Linked DNA regions of Sus scrofa: region 2 is linked to region 1. The links are chromatin contacts, called in public HiChIP or PLAC-seq maps. All regions are on one chromosome and are shown on one strand. Each heading gives the region's core, a stretch centred on a gene start, on an enhancer-like site or on the middle of the called end of the contact. The rest is flanking DNA. Distances are from core to core; before and after follow the strand shown. Region 1 holds the start of RPAP3 (RNA polymerase II-associated protein 3). Region 2 has its middle 12 kb from the start of HDAC7.

Region 1 (6,685 bases), core at 1,266-3,765:
TAATATAGGTCAGAAACATGGACCTATATAAAGAAAGGAAGAGTGTCAAAGAAGGAATAAGTGAAGACAAAATAAAAACTTTCATTTTTCTGATTCTTAATTGATAACAGTTTGTTCAAGATAATAATAATAACAATATATTTGATGATACATACTTATGCATGTATGTATGCATGTATGTGTGTATCTATGTATAAATACACACACACACACACACACACACACACACATATATATATGAAATGAGTGACAGGTACAAGGGACGGGAGGGAAGAATTAGGATTAATTTGTTATTATAAAGTACTCATACTATCCAGGAAGTGGCAGTGATATTTGCAAGTGCACATGGTTTAGCTGAGTATATATATATATATTGCAAACTCTATGGCAACCATTAAAAAAAGTTAAAAAAAACTTATATTGCAACAGAACAAAGGGTGGAAAAAAAATGTATACTTGTAAGTGTAACTTGGTCCCCATGCTGTACAGCGGAAAAAAGAAATAAATTAAAAAAAAAAGTTAAAAAAGAAGTATAACTGATATGCTAAGAAAGGAGAGAAAATGGAATCATATAAAATACTCAAAAGCATAAAAGGCAGAAAAAAGAGTAGAAGACAAAATAGGAACAAAGAACAAGGGCAACAAAAAGAAAACAGTAATGAAAATGGTAGATATTAATACAACTATATCAGTAATCACTTTAAATGTCAATGTTCTTCATGTACCAATCAAAGTTAGAGACTCTCAGAGTAAATTAAAACACAAGATCCAAGAGTTCCTGTTGTGGTGCATTGAAAACAAATGCGACTAGCATCTGTGAGGATGTGGGTTCCATCCCTGGCCTTGCCCAGTGGGTCAGGAATCCCACATTGCCAAGAGCTGTGGTGTAGGTTGCACATGCAGCTTTGATCTGATGTTGCTATGGCTGTGGTGTAGGCCAGCAGCTGTAGCTCCAATTCAACTCCTAGACTGGGAACTTCCATATGCTGTGGGCGCGGCCCTAAAAAGCAAAATGAAACAAAAACAAAAATAAGACCCAATTATATGTTGTAACAAGAAACCCACTTTAAATATAAAAACATATACAGATGAAAAGGAAATGGAAACATTACCACATTAGGAGTTCCCGTTGAGGCATAGTGGTTAGCGAATCTGTCTAGGAACCATGAGGTTGCAGGTTCGATCCCTGGCATTGCTCAGTGGGTTAAGGATCTGGCGTTGCAGTGAGCTGTGGCGTAGGCTGGCAGCTGTAGCTCAGATTCGACCCTTAGCCTGGAAATCTCCATATGCCGCAGGAACAGCCCTAAAAAAAAGCTAAAAAGAAAAAATTATAGGGCTATTTCAGATGGAAAGGTTTATTTGTTTCTGTCTGTTTTCACGGGCTTTTAAAATTATTTTTGTTTTACAATTTTATTTTGTTTTATACTTTTTTTTTTTTTTTTTGCCTTTCAGGGCTGCATCTGTGGCATATACAAGTTCCCAGGCTAGGGGTCTAATCAGAGCTGTAGCCACAGCAATGTGGGATCTGAGCCACGTCTGTGACCTACGCCTAAGCTCAGGCAACGCAGGATCCTTAACCCACTGAGGCCAGGAATTGAACCTGCGTCCTCATGGATACTAGCCGGGTTCATAAACCACTGAGCCACGACTGGAACTCCTGTTTTACAGTTTTAGACTTGCCATGAAAATGAAAGTTCACTCACACAGGAAGCAGAAGCACATAATGTTAAAAGCTTCATGTTCTTTTCACTTAGTGGCTAGGGCACATCAAAAGATAGGTCTTAATACTGACACACGTCCAAGAAAGATTCAGAGATAGATACTTAGAAAAGGAAGGAATTTACTTGCAAAAGTGCAAGGTAGTCAGACTGAAGAACAGATTTGCCAAATACAAGTACTTAAAGATTAAAAAAAACCCTGCAAAATTAGTATAGTTACCATAGCCTGTTCATGGTAGAGAAACAGTAACTTTCCCACATGATTTTCTTTTTCTTTTCTTTCTTTTTTTTTTTTTTTTAGGGCCTCACCCATGGCACATGGAGGTTCCCAAGCTAGGGGTTGAATCGGTGCTGTAGCCACTGGCCTACACCACAGCTCACGGCAACGCCAGATACTTAACCCACTGAGCGAGCCCAGGGATTGAACCTGCATCCTCATGGATCCTAGACAGATTCGTTTCCGCTGAGCCACGACGGGAATTCCCCCACGTGATTTTCATATGCACAAAAGTGATAAAATACGGTTACAAACCAGCAAGGCAAATATTAGGGATAACAGTGGGAGCGATCCAAAGCATTATTCAAGTTATTATTATGTGGGGAATCAGAACAGGCCAGGATGATCCTGCAGTTTTTGGAGTACCTACTGTGAAGCTGGAAGCAGGCAGAGTCAGATTTTGCTTTAACACACCTGTCAATCCTCTAGGCTGATTCCACCCAGAGGAGGAGGGCTCAGCGCACCTGATCTTCTGCGCACGCTCCGTCCTGGCTCCAGGGGGCGGGGCGAGGCCACGCGAGGACTTGTGGGATAGCTCAGGAAGGCGGGGCCGGCGTGAGTAGCTGAGAGTCGGGCGCGGCGGTTGTGGGGCCGGTAGTGGCCTGGTGAGGTGAGCCAGCTTTACGGTTGTCACTTTTTGCGAGGGAGCTACGGCAGCAAGGAGGCTTCTGGGGTCTCCCCGCAGGAGGAGGGTTTGCTGCTGTGGGTACCGGGAGAGACCGAGAAGGCCAGGGCGGGCGGCGGGGGCACCGCGTTGGGGCGGCGTGGCGGTGTCCAGGGTAGCGGCGCACTGGGGAGCGAGTTCGGGAGGCCAGTCCCTAGACGGTCAGCTTTGCTGGGGGTCTCTCCACCCTGGGTGCCGCGGGCATTGGTCGGTTTGTGGTGGTCAGGGCCGCAGACCCACCCTCCCGAGACCTCTGTGGGGCCCGCCCCCTTTCGGCGGGGGTGTGCAATGCTCGCTCGGATGTAGAGTAGAAAGTGATACCTCCAGGCGCTGGAAGTTTCTGGTTGCGTGCCTGGATACAGGTTCTGTGGGAGCAGAGAGGTGATGGGTGAAATGGAAAAGCTTTCTACTTCCTACAGTAACTCAATGCCTTGTTACGCTTTTATTCACGTTTTTTGAGCCCCCCCCGCAAAGCATTGTTCTAGTTTTATTTTTTTCATGAGATGTACATATATGATCAAATATGGGCACTGCCTGAAAGAAGCTTAAACTTTAGTTTCTGGGCCATGACTAGGGGTCTTATCTGTCGTTGCAAACATCTTTTCCTCCAAGAAGAATCATTTTTCTAGTCTCCTCTATCTTTCCCTCCAAACCTACTGCACTTTTTGGGCACCTTGCCCCATCACTCATCCCCTTTCCTATATCTTTTTTTTTTTTTTTTTTTTTTTTAGTTTTTTGAAATATAGTTAAGTTACGAGGCTGTGATAGTTTCTGCCGTACTTCAAAGTGAGCCAGTGATACATGCACACATATCCATTCTCTGATTCTTTTCCCACATAGATTATCACAGTATACTCTGTAGAGTTCTCTGCACTGTACAGCAGGTTCCTGTTGGTCCATGGTTCTGTATACCTCGGTGTGCATATGCCAGTCCCAGACCCCCAGTCCGTTCCCCGCCTCCCCACCTGTCCCCTCCTGTATCTTCTTTTACCCTGTTTCTCACTGCCCCCCTCCACCCATACTCCTGAGCAATTTTAGGTTATGAAAGGCAAAATTATGCTGATCTCCGTTATGTCTTATTTACTCAGCTCATTTTATCTCTGTTCCTAAAAAAATTCCATTAAAACTGTATGTAATCGGGAGTTCCTGTTGTGGCTCAGTGGTAATGAACCCGACTAGTATCCATGGGGATGTGGGTTTCATCCCTGGCCACAATCAGTGGGTGGGGGATATGGCGTTGGCTATGAGCTGTGGTGTAGGTCGGAGATGCAGTTTGGGTCACAAGTTTCTGTGGCTATGGCGTAGGCAGGCCGCTGCAGCTCCAATTAGACCCCTAGCCTGGGAACTTCCACATGCCTTGGATGTGGCTCTAAAAAGACAAAAAACAAACCAAAAAACTGTGTAATCTTTATATGACTAAACAAATTTAACGTACATTATTTCTCCTGTATGATCTCTGCGGTATTTGGCATTGTTAAGTATCTTTTTGAAAATTCTCTTCTGTGACAGTATTCCAAGTTTTCTTCCCAGCTCTCTAGATGCCACTGCTTAGTTTTTACTGGGTTGGCCTGTCTTCCTTGGTTTGTTCCCTAAATGTTAGTGTTCTCCTGTCCCCCCTACCCCCTTTGTCACAGTAGTTAAACATGTCCAAATCCCACAATTGTAGCTTCTTTTTTAAGACCTTTTAATTATTTCACTGTATAACATACTGGTGAAATACCCAACTGTATTTTCTCAAACGGCAAATGAAATGCAGAATAATGTTTTTCTTTGATTTCTGAAAATCTCAGTATCATCTGTGTTTTGGAGGATTTGGTTTCCTACGACATCTATGATTCTGTCCATGAGGATACCAAAAGTGCTTAGTAGTAAAGAACATTTTGCTAAGTTGTTCTGTCATGGGTCCTTGCTCTAAGTGTTCACCTTTTCCTTCTAATCTGGGTGTCAGCACTAGATCATGTGTTTCTTCAATATCATGTACAGGATCTGGCCGAGGGATAGGTTTTGTGTGTTCATATGGAATGTCCACAGAAGGGTGATAGCATGCTGTTGTATCAAGATGATTATCAGTTAGTATGAAAGAAGATAATCTGAAGAGAAAGTGTTTTTAAAATCTGCTTCTAGGTATACCTATATTTCATCCCTTGACTTCTGCTCACCGTGAGCCCATCATCTTGCTTCTCAATGTAGCTTCTATCTTTATGCTAATGACACCCAAATTTATATTTCTAGCCCATATTGTCTATGCTAATGACACCCAAATGTATATTTTGGTAAGTACCTACTCAGTATGTCCTCCTGATGTCCCATAAGAACTCAAATTAAGCTTATCCCAAACAGGAAAATTGTCTTTACACTTGTCCTCCAATCCTGAAACCTCTTTGCTTTTGAAAATTGTAGTCAGGTTGCTGATGGCGTGGCATTGATCCCTGGCCAAGGAACTTCTGAATGGGTTCATGCAAAAAAAAAAAATTATGAAAAGGAGTAAAGGATGTATTTAGGCTAAACTTATAAACTCTAGAGATGAGCAGCCAACCTACCAAAGGCTACTTGCTAATTTCAGTGATTTCCTCCCCATTGCCTTTCATTACATTGCAATGTGGAGACACCCAAACTTGTCTTTTTTTTTTTTTTTTGCATTTATTATTCAACAAATGTTGATCAATTCATTTGAAACATGAAATACTGATTTTTTTTTCTTCTGCATCACTTTAGGCTCCCTTCTTTACTTGTATCTTGGCCATTTATGAAGAGGTAAAAATCATTAATTAGCTAGGTTTCAAAAAACAAATCTATTTAATTTTTAACAAAGGTTGGTTGGTCAGAACTCTGCAGGCCACAATGACTTCAACAAATAAAGCAATTGAATTACAACTACAAGTGAAACAAAATGCAGAAGAGCTGCAAGACTTTATGAGGGATTTAGAAAACTGGGAAAAAGATATTAAACAAAAGGATATGGAACTAAGAAGACAGAATGGTGTTCCTGAAGAGGTAAATTTCTTAACTAAATTCCTGTTTTAGCATCTAGCAAAACTGTTTATTTTAAAGTAAAGTACTACCGGAGTTCCCGTCATGGCTCAGTGGTTAACGAATCCGACTAGGAACCATGAGGTTGTGGGTTCAATCCCTAGCCTCTCTCAGTGGGTTAAGGATCCAGCGTTGCTGTGAGCTGTGGTGTAGGTTGCAGACGAGGCTCGGATCCCATGTTGCTATGCCTCTGGCGTAGGCTGGTGGCTACAACTCCAATTAGACCCCTAGCCTGGGAACCTCCACATGCCTCCGGTGCAGCCCTAGAAAAGACAAAAAAATAAAAATAAAAATAATTAAATAAATAAATAAATAAGTAAAGTACTGCCTTTAAAATGTTTTGTGGAAGTACTGATTAAAATGATTTGCCTTCTGCCAACATTTTGGAACACTCTGCTTTTTAAAGTCTTTGTAACAATTGTATTAACTATGTAAAGACATTTTAAGCCTTAGTGAATAGTTACTGAAAGGAAGACTGTGATAATTCTTAAGGTAGGCGAACACGATCATAAAATATGTAGATTTGTATATATATTATGTATACCATATATAGTTATATATTTAGTGATATATTAGCGAAGAGTATTGCCTTTAAAAACTTAGTACCCAGGCTCAACCAAATGTTTTCCTTAAGACAGTACATTCAAATATATGGATAGCTTTTTCATACTGTATGTAATGATGTGGGGGCAGTTCAGTTTGCTCTTATGCTACTGCTAAATCATTGTACTAAGGCTGAGGAAGTTTTTGAAGTTTGATTATAGGATTGCAAGTTGGATGAATAATTAGAATTTCTAGGTCATACTTTTCTTTTGACTGAACAATGTTCAGTATTTGTCAAGGATAAATTAGACTTTTCAAGCGTAAGTTGTTATAAATGAAGATGGCGAACTGGTATTTCTAACCACTTGAAGATTAAATTAAAAATTACTTTTACTTGAAAATACAATTTAGTGAAAAATTTAAACTTGCTAGTTGTACGGAAAAGTACTAAAC
Region 2 (6,485 bases), core at 906-3,405, 130 kb before region 1:
CCCTTGCTGGGATCAAGGGAAGGGGTGGGTCATGAGATTGAGTCCTGGCAGGGGAGTAGTTGGACAATCCAGGCATCCACAGGAATTTGGGGAACTTGTCAGCGCTTCCACAACCCTCCCTCTCCTGGACCCAAGAGTCTCACCCCAAGTCAGAACAGAGTCTTACAGAATTAGATGAGATCTGAGCCAAAGATCAGGGATCCAGGGATATCTGATATAAGGGATGCAGGAAGGGGTGTATCAAGTATCAAATTCCAAGCTGGATTGTTCTGCAACTTCTGTCTGAGCTGGACTCAGGGAAGAAAGGCACAGCCTCCCAGGTCCTGGTTGTGGAGCGGGGAAGGCCATGGGCACAACTCTGCTGAGGCATCTATACCTTGGTGACAAATGGAGAAGGCACATAATGCCCAGCCTGGTGTCCCTTCTTTAGCTCCACAGGCCTTCCCACAGCCCTCATCACTTGTACTCAGAATCCTACATGGGGGAAAGGCCTGTAGGGCCCTGACCCCACTCCATGTAATTACACATCCTGTGAACATCTGTGGCCGCCAGCACCAGGCCAGGGCGAGGCCAGGCAAGGGCAGGGGCCCCAACTGTGTCTGAGCCTGGCTCTTGTTTCTCCATTTGCCTACCAGACCGGCCAGGTAGAGCAAGCAGCCCAACAGAAAGGCCTGGGCCGCAAAGGCCCGCCCCCACCTGTGTGTGCAGGACCAGGTTGGAGGGACAGGGAAGCCCCTCCCCCGGTGTCCCAGGTGTCTCCTCCAGCCCCACCCCCAGTTCCACTGATTTAAATTTCTTCTCCTCTCCTGCTCTGGAGCCCCAGGGGAAGGGCAGGGAGGGGAGGGTGGAACAGCCTGGGGTGATAAAGTGGGGATGGGGAGAAGTGATAAAGGGGGTGGGAGAGAAGCCGGCCCCACTTCCTCTCCGATAGGGACCCCGCCCCAAGGGGCTCCTGCCTTCTGCTGTGTTTACAGGAAGGCCTTGAGGTGGAGGAGTGGATGGGAGGGGAGCCGAAGGGGGCAGGATATGGGTGGCCTTGGAAGAGGACCGTTCAGGTCGTCGTTGGTTTGCTTGGTGGTTGTTTCTCTGAGATGCTCACCAGGGGCCTGCCCCCACCGCAGGCCAGCAGCCCCTCTCCACGCTGGCCCAGCCCCTCTCCACGCTGCTCCTGACCTTGAGGGAAGCAGCCAAGAAGGTGAAGGAGAGCAAGCCGTCCCAAATCCTGACAGTGCATCTCACCAGCTGTGCAACTTGGGGTCAATGCCCTGAGCCCTCTGAGCCCGAGTCCCCCGGTCCCCCCCTCCAGGAAGGGTGACAGGGTCTCTGTGAAGGTAACAGGAAGGTAACACCTAAGCCAGCAGGTGAGAGCAGCAGAGGCAGCCTTGAGGGGGAGCAGGATTTGAACTCCCGGCGGCGGGACTGCTGGCAGCCTGCTCTGTCTCTGTGCTGCCGAGTGACGATAACAGTCGATAACAGTCGTACCTACTTCACAGGCGTCTTGAGAACCAAGTGAGCACATGATGGCCTTAAGACTTGTGCCTGGCACGCAGAAAGTGCCTGGTGACTCTTAGCTCCATTGTTAGAAGTGTCATCACCCTCTTTGGGTTCCTCTCTCCACCCCCACGCACACACATCCGGACTCAGGACAGGAGGGGGAACCAGTCAGGACTCACAGGTGGAACCTTTTTGTGCAGGACCCCAACGGTGCTCCCAGCCCTGCTCAAACCACCCAAGGAGAGGGAGGGCTGGCCCCCACCCCACCGGGGGCACCCCGGTCCCCCGGCCAGGGCTCTGCTCCGCCCCATTATCTCCTCCTGCAAAGCCGCCTCCACCCGTCAACCCCCAACCGAGATTACAGACCCTCAACTGTCTCCAACTGCCCTGATTCCGACCAGGCTGGACCCTCGCCCCCTCCACACACTCCTGTCTGCCCCACCTCTGTCCCCCTGGGGGCGGGGAGGCTGCCTGCTTCTCTGGCAGCTGGGGACATGGGGACCAGGATGGGGGAGCCGCCGGGAGGACACGGCCCCCACCGCGCGGCTGACGGAAAGCTGGTCTCTGGGGGGAGCCATCTGGGGGCCCCCTCGGCGTGCCTCTGCCCTTCTTGTTTCAGGCTCTCCGCGTCTGCAGTTTCTGCCTCCCTCCGTCTCCGTCTCGGGCTGCGCTTCCCCGCCCCCACCCCAGCCAGCACACCTGGCTGCTCACATCAGATAACCCGACCACAGCAGCTCCCCTCGCCCAGCCCGCGCGGCAGCCCCCTCCTCGCCCCCTGCCCTCTTCCTCCCCTGCCTCCCCCGCCTCGTCGAGACCTCCCTGGGGAGGTCTGGGGAGGGGCCCCCAAAGCCGAAAGCTTTACTGGGTCATGAGGGTGTGAGAAGGCTGCTCTTCCCATCCCCCAACACACACACACACACACACACACACACACACACAGTGGAAATTCTATACCCCTGTGGAAACGGAACGAGGGGGAGGGAGCCAGGGACCAGCCTTCAGGTACCAGGAAGATCCAGCCTGAGGAAGGAGGGGGTCCCAAAACGGGCTTCCAGAGCTCCCTGCTCCTGGGCACAGAGGAGCTTCTTCCCGTTTCCCGCCTGTGTGAGGTCATCTGGCATCAGCGGTGCCCGCCCCAGGCCCGGGTCTGGGCTGGGGAAGTGGATGGACAGGGGCCGGGCCACTTGCTGTCTCAGCCCCTGCCTCCCACTCCCCAGAAAAGTCCCAGTTAGGGAAGAGCTGGGGGTGGAGGCGCTTTCAGAGGAAGCGGTGCTGAGACTGGGGGATGCCAGTTTGGGGGGCGAGAGCTGGGCAAGAAGTTGTGGGAAGGGGAGGGGTGGGGCACAGGAGGGGGTGGGACAGGGACTGGTGGGTGTCTGGGAGCTGAGGCTGGAGGTTTTAATGCCTCTTGACAACAGATGAATCATAGGCAAATTATGTGGAAATGATGGCATAAATAAAGATATGTTATTTCAAGGCCCCAGCGTGTCGTTGTCGGAAGAGAGCTGAGGGGGGAGGGGCAGGAGGCTGCCCGGCCGGATGGTGCCTGTAGGTGGGGGCCCAGGTAGAGTTCCTGGGGGGGCAGTGGAGGTGATGGCCCCCTCACATCTCTTGTCACCTTCAGGGTGATGTGAAACAGCAGGTGGCCGACCACAGCCTGCCAACCCCTCCCCCAGGGCAGAGCAGCCTTCACCAGCCCTAAGCTCCGTGGTGATCCCCCCAAACCTCCCCAACCCTCACTGGGGCCACCGCTCCCCACATCCACTGTTTCCTTTTCCCCAGTGCCTGCTCTTGACCCCTGACCTCTGGGAGCTGTCCCTCCAGGGTCTTGCCCCAGCAGCGATGCAGGACCCAAGCAAGCTCCAGGACCCTCTAGTGGACAGAGCGCCCCTGGAGGCCAGACAGGGAATCTGAGTTTATTCCATCTAGATGGAGCCAGTAAGTGTACCTGCTAGAGGAATGAATTCAGGACCTCCATCAGCTTGTCAGGGTCCTCCCCGTAGCCCAGTCTAGGCTCCTGGTCAACCCTCATCCCCACACTCCACAGCTCTTCACAACATGGCCAGTTATTTTATTTGACTTTTTTTTTTAGGGCTGCAACCGCAGCATATGGAGGTTCCCAGGCTAGGGGCTGAATGGGAGCTACAGCTGCTGGCCTACGCCACAGCCACAGCGATGCCAGATTTGAGCCACACCTGCGACCTACACCACAGCTCAGGGCAACACCGGATCCTTAACCCACTGAGCGGAACCAGGGATCAAACCCACGTCTTCATGGATGGTAGTCAGATTCCTTTCTGCTGAGCCACGACGGGGAACTCTGTCCGTTATTAAACACCTAGAAAACCATGCGTACTCACAACACCTGACACAATCATGACCTATTACTAGTATTTCCTCTCACGCTTTTCCTCTGTGCCTGTGCTGGGTTTCATTAAACCTAGTTGCCATCACGGGTCATGCACAAATCTATCTTCTCCTGTGATGCGATGTCACTTTCATAAACATCTTTTTAACAGCTTTGTAATTTTCTATTAAGTGGAAATATAATTTGCTTCATAAGTTTCCAATTGTAGGTGTTCAAATTCTTTCTCACTTTCCATATGGTAAAGAGTGTGGTGGTGAATATTATTACACACATATTCCACTCCCCCTCCCTGAATTTTGGTTATAGAAATCTAGCGTAGGGTACTTTGGGTGGGGTTATTAAGCCGAAGGGTAAAAAACCCCTACTGCTCTTACTGTTTATTGCCAAATTGATTTCAAAAGAGGTTACGCCACCACCACCAACATGTAAATTTCACTGACCTCTCACTAATGTTTGAAAATGGCACCTGCCTCATCTTGTTTTAATTGGCACTACCTGACTGGTCATCGGGTTGAACACTCCCCTACCTTGGCTTACTGGCTGTGTTTCCTCTTTCCCTGAAGAGTTGTCTCTGCGCTTTTGTCCACCCCCGTTTTAGTGTTTATTTCTAATTTGTGTGAGCTCTCTCTGTAAGTAGGATTCTAAAGCATCGTCATCACAATGAAATGCAAATCCCTCCCTTGTGATGTTTTCCCCGTTTTGGATTTTTTGTTTGTTTGTTTGCTTTTTAGGGCTGCACTCACAGCATATGGAGGTTCCCGGGCTAGGGGTCGAATCAGGGGTGTAGCTGCCAGCCTACACCACAGCCACAGCAACACAGGATCCGAGCCACGTCTTTGACCTGTACCACTCACTGTTCACGGCAAAGCCAGATCCTTAACCCACTAAGCGAGGCCGGGGATCGAACCCGCATCTTCATGGGTACGCGTTGGATTCGTTACTGCTGAGTGAGGACAGGAACTCCCACATTTTGGATTCTGACATGACACTTCCTCTTACATCATTTAAGTCTCTGACTGCTCCCTCTCAGCTCTCACCAATGATCCCAGGTCTTTATTTATCCATCCCTCCTCTTCTGAGCTCCAGAGAGCAACTGTCCCCTCAACCTCCCAGTATATGTCCCGCCAGTACCTCGACTCCGTGTGTCTATAACCTGACTCTGCATTTCCCTACGAAGTTTCTTCTCCACCCATCTTCCCTCACTCTGCTGCCTGAGGACCTTTGGGTGATGTTTAGAAGGAGAAAGAGAAGCGAAGAGGAATCTACCAAGTTTTAGAGGATGAGGGCTGGGAAGAGGAGAAGGCCAGCTGTCTAGGAAGAGGTCGTCCTGGGACTGAGTTTCCCTGCTTCCCTATCTACTAGACCTGGTTCCAGGTCTAGAGATAGATGCTTGAAAGCCAAAGGGGGTGGCCTTCTTTCTAGAGCAAATTGACCCTTGACACTGACCTTGCTGGACTCCTCCTCCACTTCTGGAGTCCCTTCCTCAACAAGGACTGGAAGAGTTTGAAGAGGAGGTTGGGCCAGAATCTTCGAAACCTGTTCAAAACAGTAACCACAAGCCACGGGGGCTGTGGAGCCCCTAAAACATGGCTGGTCTGGGCTGAAAGGTGCTATGAGGGTAAAATACATGTAGAATTTCCAAGACCTCGTTTGAAAAAAGGACGTAAAAGGTCTCAACAATTTCTTAGCGTTGCCTGGTGTCCTGGTAGGTTAAGGATCCGGCGTCATCACTGCTGTGGCTCAGGTCACTGCTGTTGCATAGTTTCAACCCCTGGTCCCAGAATTTCTGCGTGCTGCAGGCATGGACAAAAAACAAAACAAAGCAAATGTTTTTGTCATGATTGCATGCTGGAATAAAGTTTTACAGATATGAGGTTAAAGAAACATACAGTTAAAATGAACTTTACCTATGCATTTTTTTTTTTTTTAAAGAAAATGTAAAGTTACCTCCATGGCCCCTATTCTGTTTCTATTGGGTGGTGCTGGTCTAGCCCCTCCCTGCACACAAAATGCAGGACTCCAGGCAGAGTGGCTCCAGTGACAGGTCATGAAAGATAAAGCTACAGACCCACTGGAGATGTGGGCCAGCCGAAGTTTCAACCAGATGTCGCCAGAGTGGCCAGTCTCCCCCAGGCAAAGCAAAGCAAAGCGATAGTTCCTGGACAACTCCTTTCGTGGTGGACTTCCTGAGGCCCTCTGCGCCGGCTCCCGGCTCTACAGAGCTTGTTCCTGGGGACCAGTTACTCCAGGCTTTGGATCTCCCCACCTCAATAGTTCGCAGGGAAGTTCTCCATCATTCCACTGGGGCCAGGCCTTGGGTTCCACTCCAGAAGCCCCGAAGCACCCTTCCTCCTGTCCAGAGTCCTCTCTCCTACCTACTTGGGCTTAGGCTCAGCCCACCTGTGGGCTGGGAGGGGATGGAAGAGACAGGTGGGCCCCTAGATGCACTGGCTGGATTGCAGACATATTTATGCTCCATTTCTAGTGTCTGGTCCTTCCTGTGGTCCCACTGATGGGGGAACAGAAAGGAAACAGGAGGGGGCTGGGGTGACAGGCACAGCCCACTAGGCTGCCCTCCTCTGCCTCACCCTCCCTTGCCTGGGCCCCAGCTGAGCCCATCATC

Evidence for each region. HiChIP or PLAC-seq counts read pairs in DNA pulled down with a chosen protein or histone mark.
Region 2: a contact with region 1 is called in an H3K27ac HiChIP or PLAC-seq map of alveolar macrophages. The contact joins the enhancer-like site here to the promoter of RPAP3 in region 1. A contact is called at or near these places in 1 of 5 promoter capture datasets (liver), 26 of 47 Hi-C or Micro-C datasets (adipose tissue, alveolar macrophages, blood and 13 more) and 2 of 2 datasets of contacts at active chromatin or transcription factors (alveolar macrophages and skeletal muscle).

What each region holds. Positions count from the first base shown.
Region 1 is chr5:78,062,082-78,068,766 of Sscrofa11.1, reverse strand. It overlaps RPAP3 (RNA polymerase II-associated protein 3), which reads left to right and starts at 2,515. Exons shown (of 18, transcript XM_021092589.1): 1 at 2,515-2,605; 2 at 5,472-5,653. The coding sequence starts at 5,501. LOC110260775 (a long non-coding RNA gene) reads right to left here and starts at 3,333. Exons shown (of 3, transcript XR_002344182.1): 1 at 2,410-3,333.
Region 2 is chr5:78,194,606-78,201,090 of Sscrofa11.1, reverse strand. No RefSeq gene overlaps it. Among named protein-coding and RNA genes, the nearest start is that of HDAC7, 12 kb to the right of the region's middle. Within about 2 kb of position 2,155, at least 30 of the 83 cell types and tissues checked have an H3K27ac peak or open chromatin away from gene starts, as enhancers often do. A contact at or near this core is called in alveolar macrophages, fetal liver, omental adipose tissue and 1 more, where this site is marked.